Regions from separate parts of the Mus musculus genome. Here all the other regions are linked to region 3. A link is a contact called in public HiChIP or PLAC-seq and promoter capture Hi-C data. All regions are on one chromosome and are shown on one strand. The core of a region is the stretch at or near the end of the contact, and the rest is flanking DNA. Distances in the headings are between cores, read along the strand shown.

Region 1 (3,766 bases), core at 432-2,931, 520 kb after region 3:
CAAACTTGCTAGTATTTTGACTTCTAAAATATTGATACCTATCAACATATAATTGCAAGGAGCTAGAAATCTCCAGTCTGAATTTGAAAAGTTTAAATTTTCCTTTTACTTTAGAAACAAGAATTTCAGGTTGCGACTATGAATGTATCAAAAAAAAGGTATATAATACCGAAGAAGAAGAAAAAACACTACAAAGAATGTAGTGTTACAGAAACAAAAATGAACTGGTTCAAACGTTTTTTTTTTTCAGATTCCCTTTTCTTTTTTATACAAAGCCATGTCTTAATAAACCAACTTCTAACATTACTCACCTAACCTGAATTACTACCTCTTATGCTAATTTTATTCTGATTTCATTCACTTAGAATTTGAGAAGTTGATATCAGATAGAAAGCTAGAATCTGTCACTTTGTAAGAAGAAAAAACCCAATAAAACAAAAATAAAAAATAAAATAGATTTATGTTATATAGGTCTTTTAAAGCTAAACTAATGTTTTTGGAAGGCTTTGCATGGGAAACAATATAGCTTTATATTAATATACATTGGTCATTTTCTTACTAAATAAACTCACACATAGACAAGAAGTATGAACTTACAAGAAATTACCTGTTGGCATCTTAATTTTTAAATAGTTTCATTCTTGATGGAAGAATTAAGGTTGAAAATCAGCACCTAAAATAATTTAAAATTTATATTTTAAGGGAGGTTATCCTGTTTGGAGGACATTATAATGCGCCAAATGTTCCATTAGCAAAACTCTAAAATGTTGAAAATAAAACACACATGGCAGTATTCGAGCATCTTAGACATACAGACAATGCTGAAACATGAACAGATAAAAAGAAGATCGACATTAAAAGGGTAGTGTTGGGTGAGAACGGTGGCATAGCGTCTTGGTTGAGAACACCATGGAGACGTGCAGACACACGCTCAACTGAGCCACCTCCAGCGACATCTGTGCTTTTAAACCACGTAGCCCGCAGAAACCTAATTTCCACAACGAACCCATGACCTCCCAAATTTTCAACTTGTTGAAAATGGCCACTCTATAGAAAAACCTCAAAAAAGGATTTAAGCACTTCGGTTACAGCTTCAGAACCTGCACAAGTGCGTGTCCACGTTTGGTAGGCAGAAGCTACATAGTCTGCCTGCCAATCAATTGACAAACGCCCTTCCTTAAAATGGTGTCTGAGATTTGGCAAGGCAGTAAATGAGACACACTTATGAGAGAAGTTTGCTACTGTAACAAACAAAGGCATTAAGAGCAGATGAAGGATTTAGCCTTACATTGGGATTGCAAGCTCTTGTCATAGTACAAATACTATAATGAAAGTTCAATCTACCACTTCATATAAGAACATTCAAAATTAAAGTCTTCTAAAGGCAATCTCTTTTACAGACAAGCAGAGAGAGGAGAAAGAGGTGAGGAGAGGGGAGAGAGGGGAGAGAGGGGAGAGAGGGGAGAGAGGGGAGAGGGAGAGCGCGCACAGTAAATGTATAATCACTGGCTCATTTTTTTTTTCTCCTTTTTCCCCAAATAAACAGGGCTTACCTCAACAGAAATTTATATTCCCATAAAAAAAGAAAATTTTGCTAGACATGCAGCGTTTCACAAGTGTTTGAACACTGAGGACTTCAGCAACTGTGACTCGAACTTTACAACGTGTCAAAAATCGGATTTATGTCACTTCAGTGTGGGCGAGGTCAAGGCAGACCAAGGTGTGAGCAGAGGTCGCAAGCAGCCAGGGGAACCACGCCCACACAGAGGTCAGGAGCAGCCAAGGGAGTCACGCCCACACATTTCCAAACCGCAAACGGGTAGGATTTCACTAAGAAAAGGAGCTGCGGTAGGTGGCACCCCTAAAGCGCGGTCCAAGTTTCAAAGTTATGAAATAAGCCACGTTCTTTAGAGCCCTTACTTATCTCTGCATGTCTTGGTAACTGATATGTGTTAGGTAAGTATGTGGAAAAACAGCATTGGTGTGAAACTAATGCACCACAGAGTTTACAAAATAATTTCTCTTATAGAGTAAGTAAAATATACAAATAATGACTTGAACTTATCAGACTGAACGAAGCAATAGTTGAAACGGAGCTCACATTTATCGTGGCACCTCTAGCGATGCAGCTAGTGGATCTGATGATAGAAGTTCTCAGGAGACCTGTGACACAGCTCTCTTAAGCGCGCCTGTGTAAGTTCTGTCGTGTCTGGGAAACGACTCTCCTTGGAGTCACCCATTACCTCTGGCTCTTAGAATCATTCCTTCTCCCCTTCTGAGAAGATCCCTCAGCCTCATATACACTAAGAAAAGTTAAGTTCTAAAAGTCATGTTTTAAAATGTTAACATGTAAATCTGTTTAAATGAAATATGGGTTTCCCCTTTAGATAAAAGTATACTAAGCATTTAGATGGTTTTATTTTCCAAAAATCACAATTCAAACAAATATGTGTGTGTGTGTGTATATATATATATACATATATATATATGTGTGTGTGTGTGTGTGTGTGTGTGTGTGTGTAAAACATGCTTTTGACTATAGATTTATTTTCATTGCTCATATTATCTCCCACATCAAATGAAATTCTATAGATATAGTTAGCACATATATGCATAATATATGTGTATATATACATATGTACATAAGTTATTTTAGCACACAGTATTTGAGACTGAAAATAAGATGATAAAAATAACCTTTATTTATTTTATTTGAACTAGGAAACTATTATGCTGCCAATTAATATAGAAATGAACACTAAACTGCACATGGGGATCATGTGAACTTAAGCCATTCAAGATGCATTTATTAAGAGACATGTTATGATGATTTGTACTGTTTTTTATACATGAGAAATTAAAAACCGGGGGAGCTATGTGATTCCTTATTTTATTATTTAAGACAGAGTCTTGAAGGACCCATAGCTCCAGCTGCAGAGGTAGCAGAGGTGGCCTTGTTGGGCATCACTGGGAGGAGAGGCCCTTGGTCCTGTGAAAGCTAGGTGCCCAGTGTAGGGGAATGCCAGGGTGGGGAGGCAGGAGTGAGTGGGTGGGTAAGCACCCTCATAGAAGTAGAGGAAGGGGGGATGAAATAGGGGTTTGGGAGGAAACTGGTAAAGGGGATAACATTTAAAATGTAAATAAAGTAAATATCCAATAAAAAAGAAAAGACAGTCTTTATGTGTAGCCCAGGCTTGCCTGAAGTTTATAGTCCTTCTGCCTTAGTTTTCCAAATGTTGGGTTTGTAGATGTGTGCTACCCAGATATACGTGATTCTAAATTTAAAAAAAAAAATGAAAAGATTTTCAAGCTAGCATTTCACTGAACGAAAGCCTTGGTACTTAAGAAAATTTCTCCATTTAACTGTGAACAAGTGTACTAAGCAGTGGATACCTTTTAAACAAATGCCCCCTACTGTTGGACACTGGATGAAAAACAGAACAAGTAACTAAGTAAACTCTTTCACTGACTCATCTCTGTGGTTTGGATCTTAAGTGTGCTCACACCTAAAGCACACGTGTTGAACAGTTTGGTTCCTATCTGAAGGCACTTCTGGGAGGTAGTGGAGCTTTTAGGAGGTGTGACCTAGTGGAGGGTGTTGGGTCTTTTGAGATGGGCCCTTAAACTAGGATACTAGGACCCTGACCCATCCTGTGTTTTCTAGATACCACAAGATGAAGAGCTTAGCTCATACTCTTTGATGTGACGTTCTGTCTAGCACAGGCCCCAAAGCAATGAAACCAACTAGCTATGGACCACAGCTGTG
Region 2 (3,466 bases), core at 243-2,742, 560 kb after region 3:
TTTTCTTTCTTTTTTCTTTCTTTTCTTTCTTTCCAACAATGTCTCCCATTCGGTAGGGTAGTCTGTCTCCTCCCTCTTGATTTTCTGGCACATGGGGTAGGGGTGGGGAGTGATTAGTTTCATGCAATCTCATTAATTCCAGGGATTATTGTTTGTGCTTGTTATTGGAGTCTAATTCAGGAAATCTTTGTATCTCAATGTTTTGCCAGATGGCTAACCAGCGAAACACTGTCATGAATGCTGTTCAAAGCCCTTAAGGAAACTTAAGTGTAGTTCTACTAAATGGGGGGTCACGGGGAGGTAGTATGGAGGGAGGACAGCATTTCTACTTTCCAGTCTATTTATGCCTAGAACCAGTAGGGGGAAATCCTGTCAAGCCAAATAACTTCTACAACTGTTTTCTCCAAGGACCCCCTGCCCCCCGAAATTAGACATTACAGATGGTTAAGAAATGTTGGTAGGTGAGGACTAAACAAAGACATACTTTTCCATGTACATTCCTTGTCTAGACATTTCTGTATCTATTAAAAAACCGATCCGAGCCCTTCAGGCGGTTCTATGTATGGTCTGGGTTTTAAAGCTTTCAATTCTAATTTCTACCGTTTTGCTAGTGGAAGAGAAGGCAAGAAAGTCGCAGGCGTTCCTGAAGGCCACGTGAACCTAACCAAATAGTGATTATTCTGGAGGGGAAGCCAATGGGGGAGAACCCCAAAGTCACTCAGGAACTTTGTGCCCTAGAGAAAGAAGGGTTTCCGATCTTTAAAGTATCTAACATAAGAAGGCCAAAACCCCAAAGGAAAGCGGCTATTTTTAAAAAACTGTTTTTAAAAACTGTTCACAGCAGTAAGCTTTTTTTTTTTTTCCTTTTCACACGTGAGGCTTTTTTTTTTTTTTTTTAAACCCCCAGATTGCTCAGTCACTCTGTCTACTCTAGGCATTCTCAATCGGGACAGGCGCTTCAAGGGCAGAAAACTCTTCATTTACAATACATGACCAACACGCACAGTGTATCTGTCACGTGAGAATGTGATGGGGACCACCGAGGGGTGGGCAATGCCTTCAAAGGCTCCTTGGGGCAATGCACACACCAGGGGCGGCAGGCAGAAACCTCGGAGGACACTGCGCGCCGCTACTCACAGCACAGTGTGTGAAAACGCACCCAGGGCGGTACCGTGGGACCGCAGGCGCCCGCCCGCCCTCGGCCGCACCAGCCAGCCTCCGCTTCGAGCTCCTGCCCCCTGTCACCCGCGCCACGAGGCCCGCTTGCCCTTCGCCGGGGGTGACTGCCCACACGCGGCCCCCGCTGGTCGCAGTTTCCTAGACAGCCGCGCGGCCCCTCTGCAGCCTCCGGAACGCGCGAGCGGGAGCGGGAGCGGGCAGCGAGAGCGCAGGCGCGGGCCCGGGAGAGCCGCCGTCCCGAAAGCGCGTGCGCGCGCGCTCGAGCGGGGTGGGCGGAGGGGCGGAGGGAGCGGCGGGGCCGCGAGGGGGCGGGGGGGTGGGGGGGCGGAGAGGGGAGCCCCGGGAGCGGGAGCGCGGGCCCGGCGCTGCAGAGCAGAGCGAATCCTGAGCTCCGGCAGCAGGTACGTGTTCTTGCAGCCGGCAGCCGCCGGGGCTTCCCCGGCTGTGGCCCGGGCGGGCGGGTGAGGGAGGCAAAGGTAGGGGCCGGATCGTGGTTTGCAGGGTGACTGCCCTGGAGGACTAGGATCCTGCAGCTGACCTTCATGTCCCGGGCTGGGGAGCCGGACGACCATCCTCTGGGGAGCACGGGGTCTTCAGATCCAGACTGGGGATCTGCTTGTCACATGCTTCTTATTTATTTTTGCAAACTGTCCTGGTTCGGGTCCAGCTGCGGATGCCTTCCCTCCTATTCTTTGCCTCTGTGTGCCATCTTGCATTTATTAATAAAACATGAAAGCTGGGGGTGCGGGAGGTTTGCTTCTAAGGGGAATCCCATTGCAGTATAGCAAGTGGACGCCTATTTTCGGTTTTCAGACGTGGTGTAGAGGTGGAAATCCCACACCCTAGGGGTTTGTGGCTTTGCTGGTCGTGACCACTTCCTAGTGGGCTTCCCCGGTTTGTCGCTAGGTGCCCCAGCGGCAGGATGGACGGTCTGGAAAGGATGGAGGGTTTCATGTCAGCCTGGCGTACTGTTCCGAGGACAGGTGCAGACAGTTCCCTGCTTGCTAACTTGCCAGGGAGGTTTAAACCCAGGAAAGAAATTCTTTCTAAATTGTTAATAGGAGGCCTTGAATTGAGCATCTGAGTCTTGCTTACTCAGACTCATCGCGGTTTTGCATCTGAAGCCGATTAAAGCTAGCCACCTGTTGGAAGTCAGACCCCATACTCCATTCTGTTTCATAGTCACCAATACTGAAATAATGAGGTCCGTAAGACCCCATTCTATCCTCTTTAAATGTGTTGCCTGCCAATTCTTTCTTTTGAAATAAATTCTCATTTTTTCCATTATATAGTTTAGACTGAAATATGATTTACTTATATTCCATATACATACATCACCATATTCTAAGCACTGGGTTTCTCTTCAGGGTATATTATCTATTTCCCTAGCTTTAACTTGGCTGTGAAGAAGAGTGGGGAAAGTGGACTGTATGTAACTGCTCCCTATGGCCCTCCCCCAGGAATAATATAGTGAAAAGAACAGAAAGAGCCGGAAGCACAAAATGAAAATGACTCGCAAGCTGTGGGGGTCCAGCAGCTGGACTGTGGTACCACATTAAACCAGGAGATGTACTTGTAGGGACCCAGTGCTGAGCTAAACGCCATTTGTGGCTCATTTCCTTGGGTCTTCACTGCAAGGCTGTCATCTCTGTGTTGGAGATGAAGAAGCTGGCACTTAAGGGGTTAACTGACTTACCCAAGGTCGCTCAGTCAGGAGCAGGGTAAAGATCCAGTTCATCTGCATCACACCCGATTGCAGATTGCAGGACGCTGGGGGCTCAGCATTCAACTTCAGTGTTGCTACCCCATCCGTCTTTTCATTAAGATCGGGTTCACGTGTGAGCGCATAGGCCCTGATGCAATTTTCCATTTCACAGATCCCGTACCAATTTTGTGGCTTTCCAAGATGAGAAACTGGTGTTCATGAGTGGCACCGCGTGTAATTTCTTTTGTGGTGACACTGAGCCTATTTTTAAACACAGGGTCCAAGGCATCCTGCATTAAAACTACCTCACATAATCAATTATGTTCAGTTTAAACCCACAAAGTACCTACAGATCATGTGGGTGCTGGCGTACTCTTCACACCCTCGCCCTGCCCTACCTGTTTGAGCACCATCTCTTGTTGTCACTGCTGGTCGTCACTCCACTGTCTTGTCACACTTGTGGGTGCTATGAGGGGGTAAATGACTCCATGTCAGCCATGTGGCACAGTCTGGTGTCTACAACCATGGCAACTATTCACTAAAAGCTCTTAGAATGTATCCATTTAACTATGGAGATATATA
Region 3 (3,582 bases), core at 545-3,044:
GGGCTTGGGAGAAGCTCCGATGAGAAAGTGTCCAAATACGAAGACCTGCGTTCTGATCCCAAGCAACCACATGAAAATACAGGCATGCACCGGGGAGGTGGACGTGGGATCAATCGGCCAGCATCGGGGCTTGCTGGCCAAACAGTCTTGCTCAGTTGATGATTCAGTGAGAACCTGTCTCCAAGAGTATGGTGAAGAGTGGGTAGAGACCTCAGACATGTGCACCTGCACATACCACACATAATACATAAAGACATGAAAGTAAATACATGAAATACTTCAAGATGTCCACACCAGAGCTGCTTTCTGTTTTCCAATTCAGTTACCAACTTCTTCTAAGCATACGGCCCCATGTGGGCACAGATGGCACATGTAAGAAGTTGTTGTCCCCACACACCCTTTCCCAGCCCATGATGGCCCCTCTCCACTCTCTTGTCTTCATCTGTCTTAGATGGCTTCTCAGGGCCCCTGGGCAGAAGACCAATTGCAGTCCCTTCTAGAAGTACAGAGGCCCTCTTCTGTTAGCAGCATTCAGCATGAACCAACCCCAGGTCCTCGGGGAATCCTCACCCCACAATCACCTCTAGGCTTCAGAACATCTGCATCTTTTGAGAATCGATTCACTTCTGAGCCCCACCTGGCTGAGCCTGAGGAAATGAGGGTGCATTGATCAACTTTGATCGCTGAGCTCTAAATGGCCTATTTTCACAGGGAAGACTGGACCAGAAGGAATCCTGTCAATTCCGAGGAAAGTAATCTGCTTAGGACCTAAACAGAATTTTACAACACCTGTGTCATGAGGAGTGGGCAAGCTTTTTTTTTTTTCAGCCCATGAAGGAAAAGTGACCTTTGGGGACCTCGAGCAGCATGGTCAACGGCTGATATGGAGCCACCCGTGGCAGGTTCTAAGATCCTGAATTGGGCAGTTTGGCTGAGGTGTAGCAATGGTGAAACAGTGGAAAGAGGCTGCAAGGAAATGTTGAGGTCTGAAAGCTGGTAAGGCACAGGGACCTGTGTGTACACTCCTTAGTGGAGACTCTGGGCTCTGGCGTTGATTTTCAGATCTGTTAGAGCAAAGGCAGGAGCTAGGCTTTCTTGCTAGGCCTTCCCAGTAGGACTGCAGAGCTCAAACCCGCAATTTTACAAAATAAGCTGCCGCATTTCCCTGCATTTTGCTTGTTCCGTCCCTTAGGCAACAACAAAGGGACGGTGTTGGTCTGGGCTCCCTTCTAACTTAAGCAGAAAACCTGCATGAGAGGCTTGGTTTCCAGCACCCGTTTGAACCTGCCTTGGTACCTCCGTGCCTCCATGCCCGGGATAAGCAAGGGTAGGGGCTGGGCCTTTCCCGCCACTCTAATTGGTCCTCCATATGCTAACTGAAAAGCCGAACAGAGCAAATTCGACCGGCTAGTGGCAGCCAGAAAGTATGGGTGGAAAGAAAGTGGCTTCCATGCCTATGGCCTTACTACTAACAGATATTTTCAAACATAGGCAAAAGTAGAGAAAGAATGTCGCGTTCCCCTGAATCCCCACTACCTAGCTAGCCTCATGTATCTCCTCCAGGCCGACCTAGCTTCATTAAACCCTCTCCTACCACCCAGTTTAAAACAGAATGTGGGCGGCGTGGTGGAGGAGGCACCAGGGGAGAGCAAGTTCCAAGTTGCATCACTAGTGGCTGAGAAGATGAGGAATGGTGAGGGGCGCCTTAGGGCGGGGAGTCGGGCTCACCCCTCGTGGGCCACCCCCCGCCCCTCGTGCACGCAGGGCAGGGGCGGGACTTGAGGGCGGGGCCCCAGAAGGGGGGGGGCGCTACCCTAGCGACTCAAGGCGCTTGCGGCTGGGCGCAGAACGCCAGTCTCTCTGCAACGCAGCGTGCGACCGCTCCGCAGCAGAGGTGGGTGCCTGCCCCTGCCTTCGCGCCGCCGCTACAGCCAACACCACTGCCACCATGCCCAACTTCGCCGGTACCTGGAAGATGCGCAGCAGCGAGAATTTCGACGAGCTCCTCAAGGCGTTGGGTAAGCTGGTACAGAGAGTATGTCCGGTCTGTTAGAAGCAGCTGCGAGGCGCCCGGGTCCCAGAGAGGGTGGCCTGGGTAGGTTCAGGCAGGAGGGAGTCAACGGAGTGATGAATCTCTGTTTCCTTTGAGGTTCCCCCACCCCCCAAACCCAGGTCGCAGAGGAGAGCGGGCTCCAGCCCCAGGGAGTTCAACTAACGTTTGCTGGACATTTGGCGCCTTTCTCGACGGTCCCATCTTTATCTCGTGCTAGATCACAGTGAAGAGCAGGGACTTTAAACTGGGGCTTTTAAAAGACCAGATCTTGCCATGAAAGCCCTGGGTAACTCAGGAAAGCCGCTTGCCGACTTTAAGCCTCGGGTTTTCTTCTCTAAAACCCAAGGGAGGAAAGAGACAAGTGGGACTAATTTAAGAGCCCCGTCTAAAGCCAGAGGATTTGGGAAGTGCCAAACAGGTCTGGGGGAGACCAGTGGGTGAGGACCAGAGACCCGAATCTATGCTTCCTTGCGCAGGTGTGAACGCCATGCTGAGGAAGGTGGCCGTGGCGGCTGCGTCTAAGCCGCACGTGGAGATCCGCCAAGACGGGGATCAGTTCTACATCAAGACATCCACTACTGTGCGCACCACGGAGATCAACTTCAAGGTCGGAGAGGGCTTCGAGGAGGAGACAGTGGACGGACGCAAATGCAGGGTGAGGCTCCAGAGACCGCACCTCCTTCCCGGGTACCCCCCCATTAAAACCCTTGACCCGCTGCAGGGTGTGTCACGGGAAGTTTGTGTGACCTGATGGTCCTGGGCTCAGGAGAAAGCCCTACCCGAGGTTCCCCTCATACTATCTATCACCCGGGCGCCAAAAGGCGCGCGCGCGCGCTTTGAACTCTGGGTGGGTGTGTGGTCCTGGTTAGTGCCTCGCTAGCGGCGCCTTCAGCGCTAGCTCTGGCTGCATAGGTAGAGAGGTTCCTGGGACCGCTGCTGCCTCCTGTTCTGCGCAGCTGCCTACTTACCTGTCATAGGTGAAGTGGCTGATTTAGCATCCCGCCCCCTGGGTCCTTGGACTGTAGGGCAAGGATTCGGATCCAGTTGCACAGCCCGGATCCCCCCCCCCTCCGTCCCCGCCGCGCGCGCGCGCGCGCGCATGCACACACACCCCGGACCCCGCACCCATCACCTCTTCCTGCCCTTCCGTGTTCAACCGAGGTCTTTAAGGGAATGGTGAGATTCTTCCAAAAGTAAAAGAAGCAACGCATGTTCTAGTTCAGACAATGTACTAAATGTCCTTTCTAAGTCCTCAAGGACTTAGAACAGACAGAAAGAGGTGGGTAGGGAGAGAGGGGAGGGAAGAGAAGGAGGGAGAGAGAGAGGAGGGAGGTGGGAGGGAGAGGAGAGAGGAGAGAAGGGGAGAGAGAGGGAGGGAGGGAGAGAGAGGAGAGAAAGGGAGAGAGAGAGAGAGAGAGAGAGAGAGAGAGAGAGAGAGAGAGAGATTGATTTATGAGAAATTGGGGCTTGCTATGCAGCCCTGACTAGGGTAGCCTGCAGTTTCCACGTAAACCTGGTGATCTCCGAAT

The links. Promoter capture Hi-C pulls out the DNA fragments that hold promoters and counts their contacts. HiChIP or PLAC-seq counts read pairs in DNA pulled down with a chosen protein or histone mark.
Region 1: a promoter capture Hi-C map of embryonic stem cells shows a contact between it and region 3, with 2.1 times the contacts expected there. The contact joins the promoter of Nrg4 here to the promoter of Crabp1 in region 3. A contact is called at or near these places in 6 of 39 promoter capture datasets (the C10 cell line, cranial neural crest, embryonic stem cells and 3 more).
Region 2: a contact with region 3 is called in an H3K4me3 HiChIP or PLAC-seq map of embryonic stem cells, with 4 times the contacts expected there. The contact joins the promoter of Tmem266 here to the promoter of Crabp1 in region 3. A contact is called at or near these places in 1 of 484 Hi-C or Micro-C datasets (the G1E-ER4 cell line), 3 of 115 datasets of contacts at active chromatin or transcription factors (astrocytes, embryonic limb bud and embryonic stem cells) and 2 of 9 other capture datasets (adipose tissue and liver).

Annotation. Positions count from the first base shown.
Region 1 is chr9:55,281,944-55,285,709 of GRCm38.p6, forward strand. It overlaps Nrg4 (neuregulin 4), which reads right to left and starts at 1,682. Exons shown (of 8, transcript NM_032002.2): 1 at 1,554-1,682; 2 at 608-673. The coding sequence starts at 617.
Region 2 is chr9:55,325,421-55,328,886 of GRCm38.p6, forward strand. It overlaps Tmem266 (transmembrane protein 266), which reads left to right and starts at 1,493. Exons shown (of 11, transcript NM_172923.4): 1 at 1,493-1,580.
Region 3 is chr9:54,762,954-54,766,535 of GRCm38.p6, forward strand. It overlaps Crabp1 (cellular retinoic acid binding protein I), which reads left to right and starts at 1,795. Exons shown (of 4, transcript NM_013496.3): 1 at 1,795-2,018; 2 at 2,530-2,708. The coding sequence starts at 1,949.